Linked DNA regions of Rattus norvegicus: region 2 is linked to region 1. A link is a contact called in public Hi-C data. All regions are on one chromosome and are shown on one strand. Each heading gives the region's core, a stretch centred on a gene start, on an enhancer-like site or on the middle of the called end of the contact. The rest is flanking DNA. Distances are from core to core; before and after follow the strand shown. Region 1 has its middle 9.6 kb from the start of Sh3tc2. Region 2 overlaps Sh3tc2 (SH3 domain and tetratricopeptide repeats 2).

What was found. Hi-C and Micro-C count contacts between places; a contact is called where the count stands out from the background.
Region 2: a contact with region 1 is called in a Hi-C map of the A7r5 cell line, with 3 times the contacts expected there. The contact joins two enhancer-like sites. A contact is called at or near these places in 9 of 12 Hi-C or Micro-C datasets (the A7r5 cell line, the Rat2 cell line, frontal cortex and 5 more).

The regions. Positions count from the first base shown.
Region 1 is chr18:57,674,047-57,680,397 of GRCr8, forward strand. No RefSeq gene overlaps it. Among named protein-coding and RNA genes, the nearest start is that of Sh3tc2, 9.6 kb to the right of the region's middle. Within about 2 kb of position 2,830, at least 6 of the 93 cell types and tissues checked have an H3K27ac peak or open chromatin away from gene starts, as enhancers often do. A contact at or near this core is called in the A7r5 cell line, where this site is marked.
Region 2 is chr18:57,747,014-57,753,364 of GRCr8, forward strand. Sh3tc2 (SH3 domain and tetratricopeptide repeats 2) reads left to right here. Exons shown (of 17, transcript NM_001427096.1): 17 at 1-722. The coding sequence ends at 73. Among named protein-coding and RNA genes, the nearest start is that of Sh3tc2, 63 kb to the left of the region's middle. Within about 2 kb of position 2,383, at least 12 of the 93 cell types and tissues checked have an H3K27ac peak or open chromatin away from gene starts, as enhancers often do. A contact at or near this core is called in the A7r5 cell line, where this site is marked.

The DNA.
Region 1 (6,351 bases), core at 1,580-4,079:
GTACGCATATGACTTACCATTGAGTCCATTCATTGAGACCTCTGGCTCACTTAGTCTAACCAGCACAATGTCCCCTCTACAAAGGACTCTTATGATATCTTATGGGAGAGACAGACAATCAAGGTCCCTGGAAACCAAATTATGATGTAGGAGTTGTAGTACTTCTGACTTTTGCCAGCTATAGGCAAATAGCTATTGGTGGTTCTTAGGGACGCCTAAGAGAAAACACTGAATACCAGGTATCAGGAGATATGCTAGTCTGCTCAAGCCAGGAGACCATGTCTGGTGCAGTAGCTGCAGCTGGAGTCATTAAGTTTGTGGTAATCACCTGGTTAACCCTGTAGCCTGTCTCAGTAGGGGAAAGAAGGGATAAAGGGGGCCTTTGGGAATCCATCACAGTCAACCACTAGGTGGCAGCATAGCTTAATTGGTCTCAGAGTTCTGCCGCGTCTCTCCCAGGTGGATGGCATACTTGGCTCCAACATGCTTTGTAAATTTGTCTGTTTTTTCCTTCTATTTCTGTAAAGAATAGTGCTGTAACTTTTATGGAGATGCGTTGGCTCTGTAGATTAATTTTGTCAGGATGGCAGTTTGTGTGTGTGTGTGTGTGTGTGTGTGTGTGTGTGTGTGTGTGATGCCTGTGCGTATAGTGTATATGTATATGTGTGGGTAATGAACCTGGAGCTAGAATGGTAGATAACACGCCCTAATGATACCCACCCTTATTTTAGATCTTTTGAGAACGGTGTATACTTTGTAACGTTTGCATAGAATGCTTTGTTTAGTCCATTTGATGCGATGCCATTTAACTCTAGTGTTTTGCTCTCCTCTTTTGGGGTGATCTGTCTTTGTGAGAGTAGGGTATTGAAGTCACCCACTATTTCTGTGTTGGAGCTTATCTGTGGCTCTACATCTAGTGGTGTTTTCTGTGTGGGATGGGCTACACTTGTATTTAGTGCACATATGTTCAGAATCCTAACAGCTTCTTGATGGGTAGCTCCCCTGTGTGGTTGGCAGTGACCTTTATCTGTTCTGACTAGTCCATTTTGTCAGTTATTTAACACTGAAGTTTTCATCGACAGCCTCATATTCAGGTTTTTTTTTTCTCATTATTTTGGGTCTATTGAATTCCATTTCCATATCCGGGATCAGCTTCCTTATTTCATTTAACTGTTTGTTTGTGTTCTTCTGAATCACCTCAGGCATGTATTTATGTCTACTTCCGTTTATTTGAGCATATTTAACATCATTCTGATGATGAGGTGGCCTTGCAGGGCTGCCTTCTTAAGCCTCTGCAAGGCTCGACTCCTGGCTGTTTTCTGGAAACCCAGAGGTGGACTTGGTCAGACAGTCCATCAACCCAGCCAGTATTTAATTAAAGTTTGCTTCAAATTTAGCTTTATACTGTGGTATCGGCCTTATTCTCGACTGGTGGGATGAACATAGGGAAGGGGGGGAAAGCGACATGTAGTAAGAACGGAGTGGAGCTGAGCTGGCTTGCTAAAATAGCACTGGGTGTTAAAAAGACAAAAAGGGAGAGAGCGAGCTGGGTGGAGATAAAGATTCAGAAATCGATTGACCGGATTGCTACCTTTCTCTCTTTCATTCCTTTCCCAGGTCCTGGAATGCTGGGAGCTGAGACAAGGCCTATTCATTCTCGCCTTGAGCCTTCCTTGGAGGATTCATTGCTGATGCTATCCAGGTCTGCGGAGCCTGCCTCACAGGTCGAGTCTCAGATCTGGCCACACCTTGATGAATTGCTCGTTTCCTAGTCTTGCAGTGTAGAGTAACCAGTTGGATAACTCTGCTCTTATGTCCCCCCACCCCCTTGTTTCCACCCGTTGGTGGCTAAATTCTGGTGTGATTTGAATCTGTGTAACTGTGCACTACTCTGAACCATTCTTCAGTTACGTTTTTGAAACGGGAATCTTCGGGAACGTTTCATTGTGAAAGTCCTAAGAGACTAGCTTTCGCAGGATTGGATGTTCTGTCGAGAGTCAGAACTCAAGGCCCTTTCGGACTCATACTTCCGGGTAGGGTCCCATACCACACAGGCAGATTCAGTTCCTACACTGCCTCGGGGAGTGGCCTTTAGGTTGTCAGTTGCCACGTAGGGCCTCAGATATGCTGCGCTTCTTCAGCGTATCTTTAGAAGGCGGAAGAAGGTTTCCTAAGTAACTCCGTTTTGATTGAGCAGTAACCCTTCCAGCCTTCGGGTATTTTGGCAAGAGCCATTTCTAGCTTCCTGACTTCACACAAGCTCCCACTTCCACCCCGGGGGGGTTCTATCATCGGGAGGGAAATAGAAGGTTCAGGTCCAGCTCAGAGGACCACTAGGCTCCTAAGGCATTCTCTCCCACGGTGCAGGGGCTTTTGACTTTTGACTTTGTTTCCGACTCCTAGGGCTTTCCCTTTCTTGCTTTAAAGCTAAATATATTAACCTATGCCTTTCATATTTCATCCTACCTTGCCCTTGGGTGATTCAGTTTGCTACCTGACTGCCTCATCTGGACCACAGAGTGCTGTGTGTAGAGGTTTTTAGACCCTCGCCACTATGGACTACAGCTCTGTACTGCTTACACAGGGCGGGCTTTGTTCCATCCTCCTTCAAGGCAGTGTCACTGTGTGAGTCTGTCAGGTGTGGTATCTTTTTGAGTCTTCTTCATCTGTGAGACAGTGGCAGTCCCTGCCTTGCAGGCATGCTGCGTGTTATGAATGAAGTGAGGCCGGAAGTGCAGACCAGAGTCCTGCTCACACAGCCCAGCCAATGACTATTGTGCCAAGCCTTTGAGCTCCAAGTTGCTTCTTTTAAAGCAGTTGGCTCTGAGCTGGGCATGGTGGCACACTGAGGGGGCAGAGGCAGGCAGATCTCTGAGTTCGAAGCCATCCTGGTCTACAGAGTGAGCTCCAGGGCAGCCAGGGCTACACAGAGAAACCCTGCATTTAAAAACAAAACAGAAAACAAACAACAAACAAAACGGCCCTGAGCTAAAAGACTAACAACAATTCGGTTTTAAGTCTAAAAAGAGCTTTACAAATTATATTTTCTAGACCGGATACTTTCTGAAATCTTGAGGGTTCTTTCTATCTCCATCTCTCCGCAATAGGAAGTAAGAGCTTTAGCTAAAATTAAAAACTCTGTAGCCTGGGTGTGACAGCCTGTGCATCATCATGAATTTCTCCCACACCATGATACTCCTTCAAGCCCCATTCCCCAACCTTTAGCAATTACATGCTTTCCCTAATGACTCATAATCAACTTGCCATGGGTGACAGAATCAGCTCTCAGTAGCGCCCAAGCTTCCCTTTTGTTGTCTTAGTTCTTCAGTTCAGTTTGTCACCTGTGCTTAGGTGTTTATTGGGAACACCTAGTGGGGTTTTATTTAAGTTCTAGGTGCAGGCCAGTGGTAGTCTACCTAATTAGTATGCAGGAGAACACGGGCTTAATCCCTAGGGCCATGTAGGTCAAAAGGCAAAACAAAACAAAAACAAAGAAAGAGAACTGAATACATGTGGGGCTGGAGAAATGGCTCAGCGGTTAAGAGCACTGACTGTTCTCCCAGAGGTCCTGAGTTCAAATCCCAGCAACCACATGGTGGCTCACAACCATCTGTAGTGGGATCTGATGCCCTCTTCTGGTGTGTCTGAAGACAGTAATGGTGTACTCACATACATAAAATAAATAAATTAATTTAAAAAAGAAATGAATAAATGTATAATAAATTTCCCTCTCTAACCATTTGTGTGTGTTGACCTCCATTGGCTCTATGGGGACCACGTAACCTCACAAGGGAAGACAAGCTTTGTCTCATTCTCCTTGGGCTGTGAAAAAGACCAATGTTACACACAACCACCACTGGACTCTGAACACAAAGCTAAAAGTGCAAAATGCCATCCTCATAGGAACATTGCTGTCATATAACCACTGAAGCAGGCAATGGAGTCTCTGCGGTGCTGAATGGCTCTGTAGAGGGTTGACGTCAAGACACTCGAAACCCTTTTCTAGAGACGCTAATTCAAGAAGTAGATCTATCTGCTTGTCTTTATGTATGTTTCTACTGTTCATGTAGACATAACATATTAGCTGTCAGATGTTGTGGGGTTGACGGCGTAGACTGATATCGATTTGATTGGGTATTACTTTTATAAAAAGGACCTTTCTCGAATAGTTTGTACCACGTAGCTCTGATAAAGTTATCACTTTATACAGTGCCAAACAAGCTTATAATGTATATTATATTTATATATACATACATATATATATACAGGCACACATATATATGTATGTGCATGCATGTGTGCATGTGCATGTGTATGTATTCTTATATTTTAAATATATACTTATATTTTAAAACAGCAAGCCTTTCCTGGCCTTTCTTGGTGATGTGCTTAGTTACATGGCCACTAGAACCTGAGAAGAAGATGACTCAACCATCAGCTCCGTGGGCATTTCCCGACTCTCGCTGTGGCTTGCTTGCTGTCTGGATTTCCCCCAGAACTTTCATCCTTGTTTTATTAAGTATATTTTCTGTGCCGAGATTCCTTCTCCAGTTTGTTTTTTTTATTTACTAGTATGTAAACCAAGGTATGGTCTGAGAATTATAAACAGCACAACACAAGATAAAAGGTCAGTTTGGGACAATGGTGAAGCAGCAAACCAGAGAGCGGCAGTTTCGTTCCCACCATGACCAACTCAGCAGTTGTTCAGCTCTGCTCTCTAGGGATGAGCTGGCCACAGTTATCCCTGCTTAGGAAACTGACTAAGCTTCGACCTGGTGGGAGGATGATCTGCTGATGTCCAATATTCACTTAAATTCTAAGGTTCCAACCCGTGCACTTGCATTGTCTTAGGTTTCATTCGCCCTGCTAAGCCGGGCCATGGAGGAAAAGTTCTTTGAGATGGAGTGGTTCAGATAAATAGTCTAGTAGTCATTAAGCACCAGTGCATAACAATGTATGTAACTATTCTATGGGCAAACTGTGCTCATTTAGTTAAAATGTATTCACTCGGCATCTACTGTGTGCTAGGTGTCAATTCTTGAACTGCTATGAAGAAGGTGGACCACAACTCTGGGCAAAATATGATACGTCATAATGGATAATATCTATTATAGGCACAGTTTTGTTCTAAACACTTCTTTAATCTGCATAATGGTCCTCTGAGGCAGGTCCCATCACACTCCATTGTATCGAAGTAGAAACGGAAGCTCAGACAGGCCTGTATTTTCTCAAGACCACACAGTTTGTTGGGGAGCATAAATGGGCTTCCATAGGTCCCTTCCTCATGGTGTTCTAGGGTGTTCCCTCTTACTGCCTTAATTGGCTTCTAGGTTGAGTGACCTATGAGTTTACCTTGTGACCTCTTCCACTGTAAGTTCTCACCTACCTGTCCCTCAGCTGCATCAAAGACTGGCCTAGGGAAGGCAAACGAGGCTGCTGGAGTCTGGCTCTGGGCTAGGTGCCCCAAAGCTCACTAAGGCCTTCTTCATTGAGCAGATACTTTGTGGATACAAAGCAATGGGTGCAGATACTTAGTATAGCTAAGCAAGATTACTCAAGAGTAGACTAGGAATCCCGTAGATGGTAATTATAGAAATCAGGGTCTTGTAAGGGCCCAGCAAAAGCTGGAGGGTATAAGGACCCTCCCAGGAGAGCAGCGTGGTTGGTACATCAGGCTGGTGAGGCCGGCTCAAAGCAAGTCTCAGAGGAAGCTCTAGAAAGGTGAATTTAATCACACAACAGGTGCTATTTTATTTGACATAAGGCTTTCGATGCAGATGAGATGGACTGGAAGGAACATCAAACAAACGGAGGGTTCTAAGTGCTTGTGTACATCTGTTTCTACTATCCACCACTGCTGCAGAGTTAGAAGAGGGTAAGGACCACGGAAAGGAAGGGCAGGGGCAGTGGGTAACACCGACCCACCTATGACCAGCTTTGGGAGCTCCGGCCTGCCCTGGCCCCTGCGAGCAGCATATGAATCCTACTGGTCATCTAGGGTCTGGGATGCTAGTGAGAGTCAGGGCATCGCCATCCACGATGTGGGCTCCGCAGGGCACAGGCAACACTGGGGTGGGTGGGTGAGTGGGAGGGAAACACTGCTGCTCACTGCTGCCACCTGCTGGACGCATAGGTGTGCGTCTCAGGCTCTGCACTGTTGGGGGGGTCTGTGCATGGTGAGTGAAAGGGCTTCTGGTGTCCTAGGGACACCGCTGTTCTGGATGTGAGATGAGATAAGAAAGAAATATTTTCACTGGGAGAAATGACCAGCTTTGTGGAGGAAGAGATCCCACCTCAGCATGGGGCTGACAAGCTAGATGCATTCTGGCCTCCGGGCTGAAGTGTATATAC
Region 2 (6,351 bases), core at 1,133-3,632, 73 kb after region 1:
GTGGCACAGCAAACCCTTGGGGTGCTCTTCAGAGAGGTCACGGTGGCTCAGTGGTGGGAGCCTGGCCCTCTGAAGAGACCCATCCCCTTCTTGACCATTTTGCCATGGCTAGCTGCTGCCTTCCTGCCCCAAGTTCTTAGATCTGGGCTGGGAGGATTCAAGTTATCACCTCATTTTATGGAGAAGAGCAATGCCCAGAAGGAGAAGGGCTCTGTGAAGGGCATCTTGGCTCTACACTTTGCTTCGGGAACTTTGCCCAGGTCACTGTGACTCTTCTACACAAACAGCTCCGAGATGCTTTCTCTCAACCCAGCTCTGGAGAAAGGAGGAAAGCAGGCAGTGCACTGGGGAAAGTGTGAGCAGACTGTCTTGGCACCCTCACCAGTGTTCTCAGGGAAGACCCTTCAGTGTCTGTGGAGGAACCCATTGTTTCTCTCTTGCTTTCTTCAAAACCGAAAGGAGTCAGTACTCGGTGCTCATGGAGACTGCTGGCAGAAGGTTCCAGCAAGGTTTTGTCTCAGGAGATGCATCCACAGAAGGGTCAGGTGGAATGTCCAGAGGTCCAACTGGGGTCCATGTTCTCCATTCTACTTGAAAGCATGGCTCCTATAAGACTTTCCAGAAACTCGAGTGAAGCTTAACTTGGTCTAAGGCTTGTGAATTCTGCCATACATCATATGTAAATACTGTATATTATTAAATATTGGCTATTTACATTTATATACCCTTTTGTCTCCTTTATCTTGGGGGTGGGGAGAGAGAAGGTGACTCTTTTACAAAACACCTCTGTGAGTTATCTGTAACCACACACCACACCGAGTGGCTTGCAACAGCATTGATTATCTATCTCATAGTGTTTGGAGGGCAGTAATCCCAACGTGACCTCGCTGGGTCTTCTGGCTTAGGGCGGCTTACAGGACTGAAACTAAGGTGTAGGCCGGGGAAGGAGTCACCTCAGGTGCAGCTGTAGAGAGAGCTGCTTCCACTTGGTTCACATGGTTGTTGGCAGGAGTTGGCCAGTTGGTTGTTGCTGGCAGTTGGCCAGAAGTGAGCCACAGCCATGATAGCCAGGATGGCCAGGCCACCCCATGATAGCTCCTCCTGTCATCAGAATGAGCAAGGCAGAGAGGCACCAAAGAGATCAAACGAGAGAAATTATAATCAAATTGAGAAGTGGTACCCATTTGCCTTGTGCATTGTGTTCATAATAAGACAGCATCTATCGGAGTCGCTTATGGCATAGCGGTCAACTGGGATGCTCCTCAGAGAGGATCAGCTAATACAAAAGACAGGTTTGTGGTTAGCAGGGGCACAGAAGTCAGGAGGGGAGGGATCAATGAGATCATTCTAGAATTGTTTACCATTGTAACTGAGTTCTTTGGTAATGGAACTGGGCAGTGAGACAAAACTGTGTTCACTGACTAGAGTTGGCGTCAGATGATTGACAGCTGAAATGCAAATTCTGTGTCTGTACCCAAGACAACTGAATGGAACCCCCTGAAGCCCAACTCCCTATCTCTCACAAACACCCCCCAGCCATTCGAGTGCATAGCGAAGCATGAAAAATATTCTAGGACAGCTCCTAGACAGTGTGTGAATTGCTCGGTGAGCAAGCCGACCATGAACTTTTCGTTCCTGCTCCTCCTAATTCTGGTTTAGTGAGTCACATGTTTCAGGAGCACGAAGTTTGAGAGAGCAATTCAGGGATCACAAGGTGGGAGGTTCATTCTTGCTCTGAGCAGTGTAACATGTGAGGAGGTCTGGCCATCAGCCTCTTCACCTGCACATAGCTGCTTAGATTTAACTAACCAACTGGATCACATGCCTTTGTGTTTGGACTTTTCAGATGACTAGAGGTTGTCTGTGTGGTGGGGGTGGGAACGGATGGTATACTGAGTCACCATTACATCTAGTCACCAAGGTTATAGTTGTATCAACATACATACACACACACACACACACTATATATATATATATATATGTATATATATATAACACAATACACATATATATACTTATATATATGTATTTATATATACACATATACACACACACTATATATACATACATATATACATACATATACATACACACACACATACACATATATATATATACACACACACACACATATATGTTTCTTGGTGGGGGGAAGAAATTCAATCCTTGTTGGCTCTTCTCTCCTCTAGAGTGTTCCTCCCCAGAGAGGAAATGGAATTCTTCGATCTGCTCCTGTGTAAAAATGATGCAATTCTGCCCCCAGTACAAGCTGTAAAATCTAAGGAAACAGGGAGGAATGTTGTGGTTGAGGCTGGCTGGCCTAATCTCCCATGCAGAGTCCTTGCAAAAACATTCCTGAGGGATGGTCAAGGCCCTTGAGTTCCAGAGCAGTTACACATCTTATATTTGAAGAAAGCTCTCTCGGCCTGGAAGCCAAGCCCTAGCCATTGCCCATCTGACTCAAGTTACAATCTCTCCCCTTTTCTGCTGATGGCTCACTATCCTCTGGCCCGAGCTGCTGCTGTCTCCAAACTGCTCAGGCTTTTGATGTTGGTCATGGGGATGAAGACTGCTATGGAATCTTACTGTAATTAGTGTAAGTTGATGTTATCCTTTAAGCCCTACTAAGATTGGTTCCCTCAGCAGCTATAGCGGATTCTTCATTTCGAGCTCTGTAGTCATTTACAAGGAACTTCCGGCCCATCAGATCTTCCTCATGTGTACATGAAACATGCATTTGCACCTGTGTACATGAAGGGGCATTATGGGGATTTTATATTTCATTGTAAGTTTTAGCTAAAGTGTTCTGTGCATTTTGATTTATCCGATAAATTTGCCTGTAACCAGGTCAGATATAAATGATCACTGTGTTTCATAATAAATAATACCATTACACATTATATAAAGACAGGAGCCAGGCCTTTTTTTTTAAATAACTAAGACATTCTACCAGATAATTATAATATATATATATGTATATATATATATATATATTATAAGTCACTTGTTAAAACAGTTGTGAGATGTCCGTAGGAAGCCTTAAGCAAGATGGGTAGTTTCTTTTAGAATGGTGTTGATTGTCTTTTATCTTTATATTTCCCCCATTATCCACAGACATCAGAAGGGAGCAGGCTTGACCTGTGTTTTTCACAGCCATGGCTTAGGTATCCTAGCCTACTTCCCAGAACTTTCGTGGGCTGCCTGACTCCCAGCTCCTCGTCTCTTATCAGTGGCACTTTCAGGAGGACCACTTCCCCGTCCAACATCCTGAAACCAACTACCACTCTTGGGGCTTCTCTTATGCAGGCAATGTGTTTATCTTGATACAGACATTTGTATATGCACATGTGTGTGTTTATACACATATGCGTGTGTTTGTGTCTGTGTCTGTGTGTGCTTGTGCTAACTGGATGTAATGTCATTCATTTGTTTATTTGGGGAGGGAATGGGCAGGGGTGAAGGGAGAAAAATGGAACAGATCACCAGGGAATGGGAACCTTTGATTCCATGTTTATGGCAGGGAGACTCTGCAGCTCAGAGCTCTGACCTCTGAGGTCAGTCCCCTGACTGCTCCTTTCCCACGGAGTTCTTTCTGTCCTTGTCCTGCATGACCAGGTTTGGAGATGTCATCTGTGGGATGAGATCAGATTTTCATATGCCCTGATTTTGTTCTTCTTTCTATGGCTGAGTAAGCGAAGAGACAGAAGGTAATTTTCCTCCCAGGCACACAGGTAGTGGCAACACACAGCAGTGCTCCAAGGGTTCTGATGCGAGACTAGGTTGGGGGAATGAGAAGGGTTTCTGCCCTCCGGAGCCCCCTTCATAGTGTGTAACTGTGTCTCACAAGCACCTGAGCCTGAGTTTATCACCACATACAACACTAGAAGAGTCGTTTATCAAGCTATTTATACCTATTCAGTTTGGGGGTTTTGGCTGGCCCTTCTTTCCTCTTTCCCTTCATTTCCTTTGCTTATATAAATTAATTCTATAAAGGATGACTGGTATACACACACATGCACACATGCAAGCACACACATAACACACATGTGCATACCCGAACATGCACACACTCGTATACACCTATTCACATGCACATGCACATATTCACACACGTACACACACATACACAGAGTTGTAATGTTTTGTCATCCACAGACTTCCACAACTTATAACAAATATCATGAGCAAAACGGTGCACTGACTTTAAGCTCAGTCCTGTTCCTTATCCAAAGCTCCTTGCCTAGCTCCGATCTTTCAGTGCTCAAAAGTCCAAGAAATTAACAAACGACAAAGCATAGAAGGCAGCTTAGCATTGATCAGGGTCTTTTTGAATGTTTTGAGAGACTCCCATCCTCATGAGAAATAGAAGTAGCAAAACAGATTCCCCTCCTCATGGATAGAGTCAGTGGGCCCCAGTTGTGCCCTTCTCAGAACAGGGAAGCAGGACCTTGGCTGGGTGAGCCGGGTAAGATACACGTGATGCACTGTGGAATAGAATCAGGATCTTTAGCATCGCTAGAGTTGGTTCCAGGAGACTGTGGGTTCTCTAAAGAACAGGAACTTTACTTAGGACAGGAGCAAGGGTGTCAGGGAGGGCCCTGCTATGCTCTACTTGGAGAGACCTGCTGTATTCTGGCTGGGGACAAGCCTGCATCTTGGTATTGACAAACAGGATGGCATATCACCAAAAGCCCCCAAGTAGGAATAGATTAGGTGAGGCTGGAGCAGAGTCAGGGAAACAGGGAAGACAGGCAAAAAACTGAAGTCCAGCAGTGGGCGAGGGGACAAACCCTGAAGCTATTTGGGCTTCACCCTGAGGACAAAAGCAAGCTGCAGAAGGAGCGGTTGTGAGTGATGTAGACGTTTTGTGCTTCAGGTTCCTGGCATAAATGGTTCTTTCCTGCCCCCAAAGTACACATATGTTAGGGGTGACTTTGAACGCAGTGTGAGAGTGGTTTACAGGGCAGTAAGGGGTGGGGCGAGGGGGTAGGGTTTGGAGTGGGATTACCTACCCCCTCCATTCTAATTGCTTCTTACAGGCCTGTTGACCTTTAGCAAACAACTTTGTTATGCCAAGCTGTGTTAGACAGCACATGTAAAAGTACCCAGCACGCACAGTACCTGGCACAGAGGGTAAACTTCAGATGAACTGATAAAGATTTGTTTGCCTCTTTCGTTTCATAGACAAGGAAATGGCTGAAGCAAATCTCTCTTTAGGGACAACTTATTACCCAAGGAACAAAGAAACCTCATCTAGAACACAAACAAATGGGACTATTTTTAAAGGGACTCCATTGACTCCACCCATAAGTTCATTTATTTTAAAGTTAAGCTCTGAACTCTCTCTTTCTGGGCTTCATCAGGTACTCTGCAGTTGTATTTTGGATCTCTTCCCTTCTGGTGTAAACGCTGATGTTAAAAAGTGTAGTGACTCCCACTGTGGGTGGGTGTGGGTGCACTGTTCTTTCGTGGGTGGACACATGAGACTGAAGGCAGCTTCACAGAGGGACCAGAGTAATGTCTTTTACTTAACTAAACACAGTTCATCCTCTGACTGGAACGTGTGGTGGTCTTGTGAGTGGTTACGTCTTTCTCAGTGTACTGCACCTCCCACCGCTGTCTTCAGTCATTTGAATGCAGTTTGGCCCAGGGAGAGGCACTATTAAGGAGTGTAGCCTTGTTGGAGTAGGTGTGACCTTGTTGGAGGAAGTGTGTTACTGTGTGTCGGGCTTTGAGACACTCCTTCTAGCCACATGGGAGACAATCTTCTGTTTGCCTTTGGAACAAGATGTAGAACCCTCAGCTTCTTCTCCAGCACCCTGTCTGCTTGGATGTCCCGCCTTGCTAAGAGTGGACTGAGCCTCTGAACCTGTTAGCCAACTCCAATTAATCGTATGCCCTTATAAGAGTTGCTTTGGTCATGGTGTCTCTTCACAGCAGCAAAACCCTAACTAAGACAGGGTGAAACACTGTAGGCGACTTTGCACGTGTCCTCAGTTCCGGGGATTGACACAGTGAAGCAGGATTAAACAGGCTCCTGGCATATCTGGTTCTTTCCCATCCTCAAAGCACAGGTATGTTAGCAGTGCTCTTTGCTTCTGGACATATGCCATGACAGTATTGTCTTGTGAGTGGTTATGTCTTTCTCAGTGTACTGCACCTCCCACCGCTGTCTTCAGCCATTTGAATGCAGTGGGAGAGGAAATGCTGGGTGTCCTGGCTCTGAGAACTTGGTTTCATCTTCCTCAGAGGCATGTCTTCTCCCAGAGGTGCAGAGGATGGTGGGGATTTGGGATAGAGGTTCTGTCCAACTGAAATTTTCAGAGACAAGACCAAAAGTGACACATGACA